Linked DNA regions of Gossypium hirsutum: region 2 is linked to region 1. The links are chromatin contacts, called in public Hi-C maps. All regions are on one chromosome and are shown on one strand. The core of a region is the stretch at or near the end of the contact, and the rest is flanking DNA. Distances in the headings are between cores, read along the strand shown.

Evidence for each region. A called contact is a pair of places that touch in the nucleus more often than the background predicts.
Region 2: a contact with region 1 is called in a Hi-C map of leaf, with 4 times the contacts expected there. The contact joins the promoter of LOC107895236 here to the enhancer-like site in region 1. A contact is called at or near these places in 15 of 34 Hi-C or Micro-C datasets (callus, cotyledon, hypocotyl and 3 more).

The regions. Positions count from the first base shown.
Region 1 is chrA13:97,517,788-97,524,644 of Gossypium_hirsutum_v2.1, forward strand. It overlaps LOC107895237, which reads left to right. Exons shown (of 7, transcript XM_041084800.1): 2 at 1-349; 3 at 441-492; 4 at 619-673; 5 at 790-827; 6 at 1,737-2,154; 7 at 2,359-3,149. The coding sequence ends at 2,592. Among protein-coding and RNA genes, the nearest start is that of LOC107895237, 4.6 kb to the left of the region's middle. Within about 2 kb of position 4,009, at least 2 of the 9 cell types and tissues checked have an H3K27ac peak or open chromatin away from gene starts, as enhancers often do. A contact at or near this core is called in cotyledon and leaf, where this site is marked.
Region 2 is chrA13:97,590,649-97,597,505 of Gossypium_hirsutum_v2.1, forward strand. LOC107895236 (increased DNA methylation 1) reads left to right here and starts at 4,147. Exons shown (of 9, transcript XM_041085371.1): 1 at 4,147-5,317; 2 at 5,598-6,857.

The sequences.
Region 1 (6,857 bases), core at 2,759-5,258:
ATGCATCGCCAACCAAATATGTTGCTCTCAAATTACCATCAATTTTTTGTGAAGAAAGTATTTTCCTCTTATTCCTGTAGATGTTCATTGAGCCTTCAGCCTGTTAGAGCTTTGCAAAGTTCCATGGGTGCAGAGGAAGGATTCATGTTTTGCAACAGTTGTTGGTCAGAAGATAGTATAAAATCAAAACAGATGCAAAACTTGAGTGAGGAGGCTCATGTATATGATTGTTATAGCTCTCAGGAATTTTCCAATGATGAAGACTACAAGGAAGAGCAAAGGAGGAGGAAGATAGGACTGGCAAATAAAGGGAGGGTTCCATGGAACAAAGGCCGGAAGCATAGTGCTGGTAACCTTATTTCTAAAATTTAAATTAATTAATTTGGTTTCAATCTTTATGTGCTTAGTAAATTCGTAGATTTTAATGTTGTATCATGCAGAGACACGTTTACGAATCAAACAAAGAACAATAGAAGCCTTGAATGATCCCAGGTGAAGTCATATAAGACTGAAGCAGTTTTGGGATATTTTTATTTTTCACATGGATATTATTGAAATAGGAGTAAGCACCCATGATATGTTCAAAAAAAAAAAAAAGTGTTGTTTTCATTACATCAGCATTCAGCAGTATCATTTGCTTTATATAGGCATCAAATTTAGTGCAGTTCTAGCAGTAATCATTATTAATAGAGACTAGTTTTCAACAGGAAGAGAAAATAGGATACATTCTTGTTATTGTTGTTGCTGTTATTAATTAAATTGCAAATTTGTCCATCCCTTCATTTCCAGGTTAGGAAGAAGATGGCTGAACATCCCCGCACTCATAGGTAACTTTGTTTTGACAAAACTTAACAAAAATGTCTGCAATGGATTGTATCATTAAACATCAAACATGGAAATGGTTTCATGCTGTAAGAGATGTATTCAAAAACCCTTAGGCCTAAAACTTTAAGCAATAGGTTGAGACCAAAGTAATGTTATGTTGCTATAATTCCCACTGCATACATGCAGGCGAGCTAGATACTCAATGTGTTAAAGTTAAAATGGGGCGAGCCCTAAGCCTTATATGTGTTAAGATCATCTTATAACATAATAATTGTGCCAGGATACGAGCTTTGGATCATTGTGTCAAGCAGGTACTAGTACCCTGATAGCCAACCATAGCTGGCTATATTATGGGCATGCAGGACTAGCAGAAAATTTGAAGTTAACTATCAGATTAAAAGGCTGAATGGATTAAAGATTTTCCTGTCAACTCAAGATGGTATTGTCACAGGCTGACATTATGGATGTTCATTTATTACAGTCGTATCAGATTCAACTGTATATGAATTTCTTTTAGGTGGTCTCTAGTTTTTGATGAATAGCTGTTGCAGTTTGCATTACTTATTAGTGCCATTCAAGGGTAATTCGGTTTCTAAGGGTAATTCGGTTTCTATCTCAACATAAATGAATAAGTCGTGTAATTGATGTGTATGTTTGCATTATCAACATGCGAAGTTGACATGTAAGTTATGAGTTCTGTGAAAAAAAAATGTTTTTAGTCACCCTTGGCTGCAGATGCATCCTTTGTTTATTTTTATATTAATTTTCTTAGCCGCTTTCTCTTATTAGCATCTTGGAATGAGCTTTTCAAACTTTTAGCATGAATTTGTATGCCATTGAAACAATGTTAATGATTACAATAAATCTCACTTCTAAAGATAACGAAATTGAGGATATTACAACTCCTGCAGTGAGGAAAGCAAGGCAAGAATTGGGTCTTCAGTGAAGCGTGCTTGGGGCAAGCGTTTGAAATGGAAACGGTTAGGGGAGAGATTCTTTCTATCATGGATGAAAAGTATAGCTGAAGCTTCTAGGAAAGGAGGGAGTGACCAAGTGGAGCTAGAATGGGATAGCTATGACAAGATAAAACAAGAAATAGTTCTTGAACAGCTACAGTGGGCTGCAGAGAAGGCCAAGGGAAAAGAGATAGCCAAGGTAAGAGTGGAAAAAGCAAGAGCAGAAAGGATAGCAAGGATTGTTCAAAAGAGAAAAGAGCAGGAAGAGAAAGAGAAAGCAAGAGAACTGAAGAGAACAATGAAAGAAAAAGCAAGGCAAGATGAGAGTGTGGCAGAATCCCAAGGAATGAAACTCAAGCAGAGATTACAAATGGTAAGAAACCTCAGAAAGATTGCCAGAGAATGCATAAAATTGCCTGAATATGTGCTATGTTCTCATGGTTGTCATTCTATTGAATTAGAGACAAGTAGCTTGCGAAGGGCTTGTGTTGATAGAACTAGTATTAGTATGTAATGAGTCACTTATTTCCATGGTTCCTTAACTTATTTTCTCTATGATAATAACTTCTATCCTTAGATCCGCAAGAAGAAATCCATAAGCAGTCAATTCAGTATTAATGGAGACACATCTCATATCCCAGCTCTGGAGAAATTAAATATAGAGCTTATAAAGAAACAGAAAATGCAGAGTGAAGTTTCACTTGCAGAGCAGATCAAAGCAGCCAAAAGCAGAAGAGCAGAACCAATTTCTGCAAAGATTCTGGCAGTCTCATCATCCTTTGTTTCATATAATGCAAGACTAAAAGAGTAAGCTCCAAAGATGTTTGTTCCTGTAAAAAAAATCAAAGCATGGTATGTCAGGCAGAAGGTGATTTTCCCTTTACTAGCTTCTATTACTCCTTTCACTGATAAGTTTAATCAATGGTTTCATTATCACATTTGCAGAGGAAGTGACTCTAATCCATGAAGAAAATTTTGATCAAAGTGATCATTGACTTGCTTTGTTCCTGCTCTTGCTTTCATATTTTACCAGTTATGTTCGGTCTTTTACTTTTCTGCTCTCCTCACAAGGTAGCCTAGTGGATGCCTTTGCACTTGGAGCTTTTGCCTCTCATCCGATTACCATATTCAGATTCAAACCGGAGCAATCCCTGATGTCTTCTTTTTTTTTGGAGATATGAAGTTTTGTGTTGCTTCCACATGATACTATGAAACTAGTATGTATATCTAAACTCACAGTAAATCCTGTTAGGTATTCTTCAATACGGTTCTACTCTTTTGTGATGTCATTACACAGTAGTTTACAAACACATTCCATTGATTTGTATCATTTTTGTTATCAAATGGTATGTTACGATTTCTGATTTATGCCCAAGTTTTACACAGTTATCATATCTACAAATATTGAAGAAATCTGAAAAACTATTGGGATTCAAGGAATACTTCCAAACATCATATTGTAAGATGCATGCCCTCTTCTCGGTGCAAACAAGTCATTGCAAACTTGGCAAGGTAATAGAAGATTTTGAATGCTCCGTCTCAAGCCAATTTCACATTTCCGCGGTCAAAGCTGAAGATGAGATCTCCATAAAAGAAAACGGGATGTTTTTAATTTCCTAGACCCTATAGCTTTTTATTATTTTATTATTATTATTATTATTATTATTATCAAACTAAGGTTCCATACTAAGTCCGTAGGCATCAAATTTCAACAGAGCCTCAATACAAGCTGGGGTTCCCTACAAATACACAAAAGATCCCTACTATGAAAGGTGTTAGAATTTTCCTGTTGAAAGCTGCTCCATAAACGAGCTAATTTGTTCGCACACTGGTTCCCCCCTCTATATATGTGCCTGAGTGCGATCGAGACAAATTTAGACATTAGTGACTTGCAGTCATTAACAAGTGTAGATAAAGCAAAGATTATTAGCCTCAATATTAGTAATGAACTTAACAACAATAACACCACTTTCAACTTCAATACACTCAATGTTAAGCTGCAAAGCTAAAGTTAACCTGTCTCTAATCGCCTATAATTCAGCCTCTATACTAGTAGCGCTTACCTATTCACCTTTCTCGTTTCTAATAATGGTTCCAGCCCTTACCTTACCTAGGTTACTGATGGGAGAACCATCGGTATTAAGTTTGAAAACACCTGGAGCAAGGGGCATCGAAGAGACATGGAGAGTGTGGGAGTGGTTGGCATTTAAGTCTGCCAGCAATGGCAAGGTACCCCCCCGCCTTATTGATAACCTTATTCTCTAGACACTGTTGACTATACTTTGATTTGAAGATGATAGCATCGCGCAAAAGCCAAATTTCCCAAAAGAAAAAAAAAGCAAAAAATAATATCCAGTGATTTTTGTGGTAATCTTTTTGCTTACATACTAACCTTCAACCACTCACAGGGGCGAAGCCAGAACAAATTTTTAGTGGGGGCCAAATGAAAATTTAATTTTTTATAATCTATATTTTTATAATTTTTAAAAGATTAAATCAAATTTCTATAATTTAGGGGGTTAAAGTACAATTTTACCTTTACTAATTTAAAATTTTAAAAAAAATTCAATGGCCTAAATATAAATTTTCCATTTTTTTGGGGAGGGGGCCAGGGCCACTGCCAGCCCCCCTTGTATCCGCCTCTGACCACTCATTCCATGTGAGACTGGTTTGGGTGTTATCAAGACCTTTAGTATACAATACCGTCCAATACTTTGTGCTCATAGCATAGTGCTAAAACAAACGTTCCACTACTTCCGAATGAGTCTTGCACAAAGGACTAAGGTCCTCAACTTACATTCCCCTTTTACTGAGAAAATTTGAAGTTAGGAGAATCACGTGATTACATTCCCAGAGAAAAAAATGATTTTCGGTGGAATTTTAGTCTTCCATAACCACTGCCAATCACCGAACTTTGGGGTAAAGTTAGCCTTAGTTTGTTGCATAGTGTAGTGACACGTAGTATCCATGTTAAAGTGGTCATTGTTAGACAAGCCCCAGTTTCTATTATCCTCCAAACCCTCAAGAAAAGAAAATAAGAGGCTAACCAAATTATTCATGATATCCTTTCAGAGAGTGAAAGAAAAAAGAGTGATTTGGTGGTCCTTCAAGCCCTTACAAACCTCTTTAAAAGTCATGTTATCTTCTTCAACAATTAAAGGACCCTAGATTAACTTACGAAAAGGTCCCTCCCCAAGCTAATTGTCCCGTCAGAATTTAGTATTCCTGCAGTTACGGATCTACCATTTCATCCCTTGTTGGAGCATTGGCCCTATTTTCATAATGGCTGCTCAGGTGATAGAAGAGCCCCTACTAGATTTCAAACATTCTCTTTCACTGATGTATTTCTCATGCAACACTTGAGCCTAAGGTTTTGTTTTTCCTATCAGGAGACGCCAACCTAATTTCAAGATATATGCTTGATTTTTAATTTGAGTTGGCCATATACCAAGTCCCCCTTCTTTATTAGGCATTGCTACTTGACCCTAATTGAAAAGATTGATTCGTTGATTTGATCCAAGTCGTCCTACAAAAAGTTGCGACTGATTTTATCAAGACCATTGCAAACGCTTATTGGGAGGAAACGACATTGCATATAATAGTTCAGAATGATAGCCAAAGTTGAGTGAATGAGAGTAAGTCTAACCACATGGGATAGGCAATTACTTTTCCACATGCCAAGTTTCTGACTCATATTTTCAACGGTGAAGTTATAGTTACTTCGACACATCTTGCCATGGTGAATGGGAAAGCCCAAATATTTTCCTAATAAGGTGCTACCTTGGAATTTAAAAGTTCCTAACACCATACCTTTTGTTGTTGAACCTTATTATTCGAGAATAGGATCCTCAATTTCGCGATGTTCACTTTTTACTCTAATTGCACGAAAAAGGAATCCAACACATCTGCAATGGCTTCCACAGTCCTGTTATTTGTCTTAGCAAATAAAATAACATTGTCAGCAAAAAATAGATGGGATAGTATGAGACCTCTCCTAGAGGAGTTTACGTCTTTCCAATGGCGATTCTCCACAACGATATTGATTTAGAGTTTAGATATTCCATACAGAGAATAAAGATATAAGGTAAGAGAGGATCGCTTTGGCGAATACCCTTGGATGGCTTAAAGTTTTCAAGTCTACCTCCATTTAAAAGAATGGACATTGTAGAAGTCATGATGTAGTTAAGGATGAGATCAATCTAATTTTTAGGAAAGTTAAAGTAGTAGAGAACTTTTCTTTTCCACTCAAGTCTATCATAGGTTTTTTTTCATGTCAAATTTAATGATCATTGAGCTAGTTTTCCTTTTTAACTTACGAAAAGAATAGATCATTTCTTGGAAAATGATCACATTGTCAGTAGTTTGATATCCTTTAATGAAACTACCCTGGATAGGGGAGATCAATTTATTAAAGAGCGGTGTAAGTCTGAGTACCAAAAGTCTAGTGACAATTTTGTAAATATTATTACACAGACTAATTAGTCTATATTGAGACAACATCGTAGGGTTATTTATCTTAGGGTTAAAGGTGATAAGGTTTTCATTAACCTCCGTAAGGAATTTTCAGGAATCAAAGACCCCTTTTGTCTTTAATCATCTCCCAAAACTTTTGGTAGAACAAGGGGTGCATGCCATCAGTATTAGGGCTTTATAGGGATTACATGAAAACACCGCTTAGTAATTTCATCCACTGTCACATCCCTATCTAAGACTAGGCAGTTTGCCACACTTAAAGTAACCCAACGAAATTGTGTAGGGTTATTTAGGTAAGGGGAATACATCCTATCTGTTGTGTAGAGCTTAAGAAAGTAGGGTTGGAAAATTTTACAAACCTTTCCCCCATTCGACTCCTACGCTCTTTCACTATTATTAATCCCATCGATCTTGTTGAAGCTATGACGTTTGATGGTATGAAGATGAAAAAATCTAACATTTCTTTCCTCATCAATTAACCAAATAACCTTAGATTTCATAGCCCACAAGTCTTCTTCATATTTAGGGATCAATTGATGCTCTTCAGTAAGAAAGGCTTAGAGTTTAAGGAGGAAATCATTTGGATCATGCTCTAAGGCTTTC
Region 2 (6,857 bases), core at 2,897-5,396, 73 kb after region 1:
AATTTAATTTCGTTGATTACTCTTGATTTAAAAGGGTACAGATACACAGTTAAAAGTGGGGTTTTAAAGATTTCCAAAGGTTCTCTTATTGTGATGAAAGGGCAGAGAAAGACTGCCAAGTTATATGTTTTGCAAGGTTCTACTGTTACTGGTGATGCAGCTGTCGCTTCCTCTTCCTTGTCAGATAATGATATTACTAAACTTTGGCATATGCAGCTAGGTGATATGAGTGAGAATGGCATGGCAGAATTGAGCAAAAGAGGACTTCTTGATGGGCAAAGAATTTGCAAACTGAATTTATGTGAGCACTGTATTTTTAGGTAGCAAAAGAGAGTTCGATTCACCAGAGGAATCCATAATACGAAGGGAACATTGGAGTATATTCATTCTGATCTGTGGAGGGCATCCAGAGTGCCTTTGAGAGGTGGAGCTAATTATATGCTAACCTTTATTGATGATTTTTCTAGAAAAGTTTGGGCGTTCTTCTTAAAGCAAAAAAGCGATGTATTTTTTGCATTTAAGTCTTGAAAAATTATGATTGAAAAACAGACGGAAAAAAATAAAATAACTCCGCACAGACAATGACTTAGAGTTCTGTTCTAATGAGTTTAATAGATTGTGCAAGTGAGAAGGGATTGTGAGACACTTGACAGTTCGCCATACTCCACAGCAAAATAGCGTTGCCGAACGAATGAACAGAACGATCATGGAGAAGGTTCAATGTATGTTGTCAAATGCCAACTTACCAAAGTTGTTTTGGGTCGAAGCAGCCTCTACTGCATATTTTTTAATCAAACGATCCCCATCCGTTGCTATTGAGAAAAAGACTCCGCAAGAGGTATGGTTTGGTAATCCTACAAATTATTCTGATTTAAAGATTTTTGGGTGTCTTACGTATGCTCATGTTGATAATGAAAAATTAGAACCGAGATCCATTAAATGTGTTTTTCTTGGTTATAAAGCTGGTGTAAAAGGGTATAAGTTATGGTGCCCTGAAAATAGAAAAGTTGTGATTAGCAGAGATATTGTTTTTGATGAAATTGTTATGCTGCCTAACTTATCTCTTAAAGACTCTTCCAATAAAGAGAATCAAAAGCAAGTGGAACATTAGATTAATACAAAGTCGATTCCTCAAGCCAGTACAAAAATTGAGAATAGAATTGCTTCTTCACTGCAATACTCTATCGTTAAAAACAGAACTAAAAGAGAAATTAAACCTCCAAAGAAGTATGCTGAGGATGATCTAGTTGCTTATGCTTTAAATGTGGTTGAAGACATAGATGCGAATTAAGAGCCATCTAATTATTCTGAGGTGGTTAGCTGTGAAGACTTAGAAAAGTAGATGTTTGCTATACAAGAGGAGATTGAATCACTCCACAAAACAGAACATGGGATTTTGTGAAACTTCCTAAAGGTAAAAAATGTGTTCGTTGTAAATGGGTGTTTAAAAAGAAAGAAGGGACTCCAAGAGTTAAAGAACCCAGATATAAAGCAAGGCTTGTTGCAAAGGGTTACAGTCAAATTCCTAGAGTGAACTTCACAGATATGTTCTCCCCAGTTGTTAAACATAGTTTGATTCGAAATTTGCTTGGTATTGTGGCCATGGATGATTTGGAGCTTGATCAGTTAGATGTAAAAACTGCAGTTTGCATGGAGAACTTGAGGAGGATATTTACATGCAACAACCAGAGGGTTTTACAGTCCCAGAAAAATAGGACTATGTTTACTTGCTGAAAAAATCCCTTTACAGTTTGAAACAGTCACCAAGATAGTGGTACAAGAGGTTTGATTCCTTTATGACTTCTCATAATTTCAAAAGAAATAGTTTTGGCAGTTGTGTTTACTTTAAGAAAAAACAGTGATGGTTCTTTTGTGTATCTACTTCTTTATGTTGATGACATGTTGATAGCAGCAAAAGATAAAAGAGAAATAAGAAAGGTCAAAGCCTAACTAAGTGAAGAATTTGAGATGAAAGATTTAGGACCAGCAAAGAAGATACTTGGTATGGAGATTCTTAGAGATAGAAAAGCAAGTAAATTGTACCTAAGTCAGAAGGGGTACATTGAAAAAGTTCTTTTTAGGTTCAATATACATAGTGCTAAGCTTGTTAGTACTCTTTTAGCAGCCCATTTTAGACTTTCATCGATTTTGTCTCCACAATCAAATAATGAGATTGAGTACATGTCACATGTTCCATACTCTAGTGCAGTGAGATCTCTCATGTATGCTATGGTTTGTTCGCGTCCAGATTTATCATATGCAGTCAGTGCAGTTAGCAGATACATGGCGAATCCCTATAAAGAACGCTGGAAAATAGTTCAGTGGATTTTAAGATACTTACGAGGTACTACTGATGTTTGCTTACAGTTTGGAAGAACTAGAGATGGAGTCATTGGGTATGTTGATGCTGATTTTGCTGGAGACCTTGATAGAAGAAGATCTCTCACAGGTTATGTCTTTAAAATCGGAGGTTGTGCAATCAGTTGGAAAGCCACTTTTCAAACTACAGTCGCTTTGTCTACCACTGAAGCTGAGTACATAGCAATTACTGATGCTTGTAAAGAAGCTATCTAATTGAAGGGACTCTTTAGTGAACTCAATGAAGACCTTCAAATCAGTACAGTATTTTGTGACAGTCAGAGTGCAATCTTCCTTAAAAAAGATCAAATGTTTCATGAGAGAACAAAACATATTGATGTTCGGTATCATTTTGTTCGTGATATAATTGCTTGTGGTGATATTGTTGTGAGCAAAATTAGTACTCATGAAAATCCTGTAGATATGATGACTAAGTCACTGCCTACAACCAAGTTTGAGCATTGCTTAGACTTGGTTGGTGTTTATTGTTGAAGTTAAACCCTTAAGGAGTTTTATGGAAGAGGTGGAGAACTATCGTTGAGAGTTCGCGATGAAGAACTTGTTCATTGAGAATTCGTGTCAAGGTAGAGATTGTTAGAATTAAGTGACCCGGATCATTATTTAAATAAAATACAATGGTAAAATAAAATAAAAGTAAAATCCATATAGAACTACACTTTTTTATTTTGTTTTAGAATAAGGTTTTTTAAACCTTATTAAACTCCGTCTATTTTATACTGATTAGAATAAGGTGTTTCACTACACTCCTATTAGAATATGGCTTTACAAGCCTATAAATAGACATAATCTATTCTTCTTGTAATAATTCAAATTTGACATAGTAAATTTTCTTCTCCTTTGCCAGTGGTTTTTTCCCTAAAGGGTTTCCACGTAAAAATTTGTGTGTTTTTTATTTTATTTTATTTTTTCACACTAATGTTGGTAAAGAGGATTAAATAGGAAAAAATATCCTCACCGAAGGTATTTTTCTTAATTGAATCTTAAAGCTCAATGGAAAACCACAGTCGCAAGGCAATAGAAATGCCTCAACTGAATCAAAACATTATTATCCAAACAGACAATTGTGGTGCGTTTGGAGTTTGGGGTTTGTGATTTGGGATTTGAGGTTTGGGGTTTGAGGTTTATGGTTTGGGGTTTAGAGTTTGGGGATTAGGGAATCTCAACTTATCGGAGCTAAAGGAGCATCTAAAGAAGCCTAACTTAGGGAAAAGAGTATTGTTTAGATATTAATTTTTAGGTTAAGCGTTTTTTTAAAATAGACTTAATGGTTTAACTAATGATTTGATTAACGAAAGTACCAACTTGGAAAAAAAATAGTTTAGTACCATTTGTGACAAATAAAATTTAAATATTAAGATGAAAAAAAGAGCACAATTTAAGTACTAATTTGTGGATTAAGCAAACCATAATCCTTATTCTTTGCGTTCTAGACCTCTTCTAACACGAACTCCAAACTCAAGAAATTATTATATGTGGGGAAAAATATTATATGGGTTATACTCCATAGCTCTTTATTACAAGAAACATGAGAAATTATTTGTCATAAAAAGATTATACGTGTTATAGCTATTCGTTAAGTAGTCCTAAGGTCTCACACCCTAAGATAGAGCCCACACCATTAAAAAAGTTCAAAGGGTATCACGGTTATTCTAATAAAAATACCGTAAAATCAATTACAATCTCATTCTAAACTCATCAAGTCACATTGGGCTCCGGCTCAGACTCGGACAAAGCCTTTTTCAATACTACGCAATATAAAATTAATTGCTAAAACTCTATTCTAATACCAACTCAACATTCTCGGACCACTAAACCTAGCAGCTCTGGTGTGCCCGTTCCTAGGTAACTTCAATGTTATAACAATATGAAAACCTGGTTTTCCCCTCTGGACCATCCACCAACCTGGTTTTTGGATCCTCGACTCCAGCTGTTTCATCGCGGTGTTCTGCTTTCAAATGTCTTAGCTAAAACTACCATCATCTTTTTTCCTTTTTTCTTTGATGCTCGTTGCCCGCCTTCACTTCGCCTCACCAGTACTTACTACTTACTGCCTACTTGGCTTTACCAGGTCTGGGGATTCCATTAATTGATGGGTTTCTTTAGTTCTCCTTGGTGGTTTGGATGGCTCTTTTTATGCCCAATAGTTCTTTTGTGGCATGTTTCACAGCTCTTGTCTCCAACCTCAAAATGGGGAACTCAGCCACTGCAGGGTCTATCTTCTCAGGGTATTTTATAGCTCAATATAGGATGCCAAGTTACTGTATTTTCATACATTATACTAGTTTGTTTGTTCAAGTTATTGAAATAATTTGAAGGGAAAAAATGCAATAGTATAATTCAAATATAAACTGTATTTTGCTAGTTCAAAGGGAATAGATTTCGTTATTGTTTTTATCGAAATGTATCACTGCAAATATTATTGGCATAATATAATATAAATCTTATTTAGTTAATTTGAAAGGATTATTTATGTATACAAGCCTTATTTTGGTTAATTGGAACGGTTTTTTATTTGTACATCTAAAATGGTAAGTAAAAATGCAATAATAATAAGGCAATTACAAAAGCGAAGTGGAAAGAGAGAAGAAGTACAAATGACATGACATATAAACTTACATGGAAGAATTTTCTTATTTTTATTTTTATTTTTTTCCGCCATTGCCATCTGTTACATTATGGAGCACTATTCGGGTTTTCCAAAGCCACTTCAGTTTTAAAACTGGGGGCTTCCTTTATATTTTAAACTGATGAAGCCAAATGCAAAAAGGAAGCCTGTTTTGTTTTTTTTGTTTTTAATATCTATATATTAAGATTCTCTCTCTCTCTCTCTTTTTTCTTTTTGTTTTTTTAGATGAATATGTTTCAGTTTTTCAGCTCTTCAACCCTAAATTGAAGTTTGTTCTTCTTTTGCATGTTGATCAGGACATGCATTATAAAGGTGAGCTCTATTTTTTTTTTGATAAAATTTTGAAATTTTGGGCGTTTGGCATTGGATTTCTGGGTTTTGATCTGAATCTTGTTTGCTTTTCTGGGTCCTGGAAGGATTTTCATTTCAGTTTGCATTTCCGGTTATGTTTTTTAATTAGTTCAGGTTATATATGTTTGATATGCATAATAAATTGGGATGAAAAATGAACAATTTTAGCTAAAACGTAAAAGAAATTCAAGTTTAATTGCAACCATAGTTTTTTAATTTTCATCAATTTCTTTTGAGGCAGGTGAAATTAGGAAGGGTTCAATGATGTTCTTATAAGATAAACATTGTTAATTTTTATTAGAGGAAAGCGGGCTGCAGATACTGAGAATGAGCATTTTGATTTTCTACTTACCAGTGCAAGTACATTTATCTATTGATTGTGTTCTGAATTTGGATTTTTGTTCTGGTGAGAGTATGAGTATTTCGATTTTCTTTATTTTCTGTTTCTTTTGTGATGGCTTGTTTTCGCATGAGCTGAAAGTAGCAGTTGTTAGTTTTGAAATGTAGGCAAATATACTGTTTCATAATTCCATGCATGATAATGGTGATAATGATCCAATATTTCTGTTATATCTGGCTAGAAAAAGTGAAAAAGAAAGGAAAAGACATCCAAGTATAAAGTTGGAGTTGAACTTCTTTGTGTCAAATTGAATCATCCCGCATTTTTTGCGGTCACTTGGTCACTGAAAGAAGTTTGTCGCTTTATCAATCTTCTACATCTAGTTTCGTTTTGAGTAGAAAGAAAAGAAGAGAGATGTCGATTGGGGAAGGCTTTAAAAGCTTCATGAAAGAGTATATAGTTTAAACTGTATATTAAGTTAATAATACAGTTAAACTTTTGAAATCTTTAAGTTCATAATACATGAAAAAGCTTTAAGAAGCCTTCAATGGAATGATTTGCATATTTTTAGAAGTCATTTGAAATCTTTATGTATGTCACATTGATAACCAGTACGGTGCTGCCACATTCCATATTGGGAGATAATGGACCCTATGGAAACTTAAAAATAATTGGTATTGATTGAGTGCTATCATCATTCATATAAATATCAACTGCTATCAAACAAGTGGAAAGGTAGGTGCATTTATAACTTTTTCTTTGAAGCCTGTGTCACTTGACAGTTATATTTCTGTTACAGGCAACGTGATCTCCACATTTGGCATATCCAAAGAGAGAGAGACACGTGTTAATGTTTCCGAACCCATCATTTTAATTTAACAAAAATTTTTGCCACTTCTTCTGGTTTTAATCTTGTGCATATGACATGGAGAAGTCAAGGAGGAATTAGGTTATGGCTAATCATTATCTATGTATACTTTGATGGTCTGTTGTTCCCTATGCTGCCTGGTGGAATGCAATCATTCCTCAAGCATAGCTGTATCTTTACTGCATGTCTATTGGAGCTCATACACTTTCCTTTTTTTGTGGTTATATGGACTCATCAGCAAAAGAGTCTTCTATAAGTGGAGTCTTTGCATACCACTGGAAGTGGATGGGATC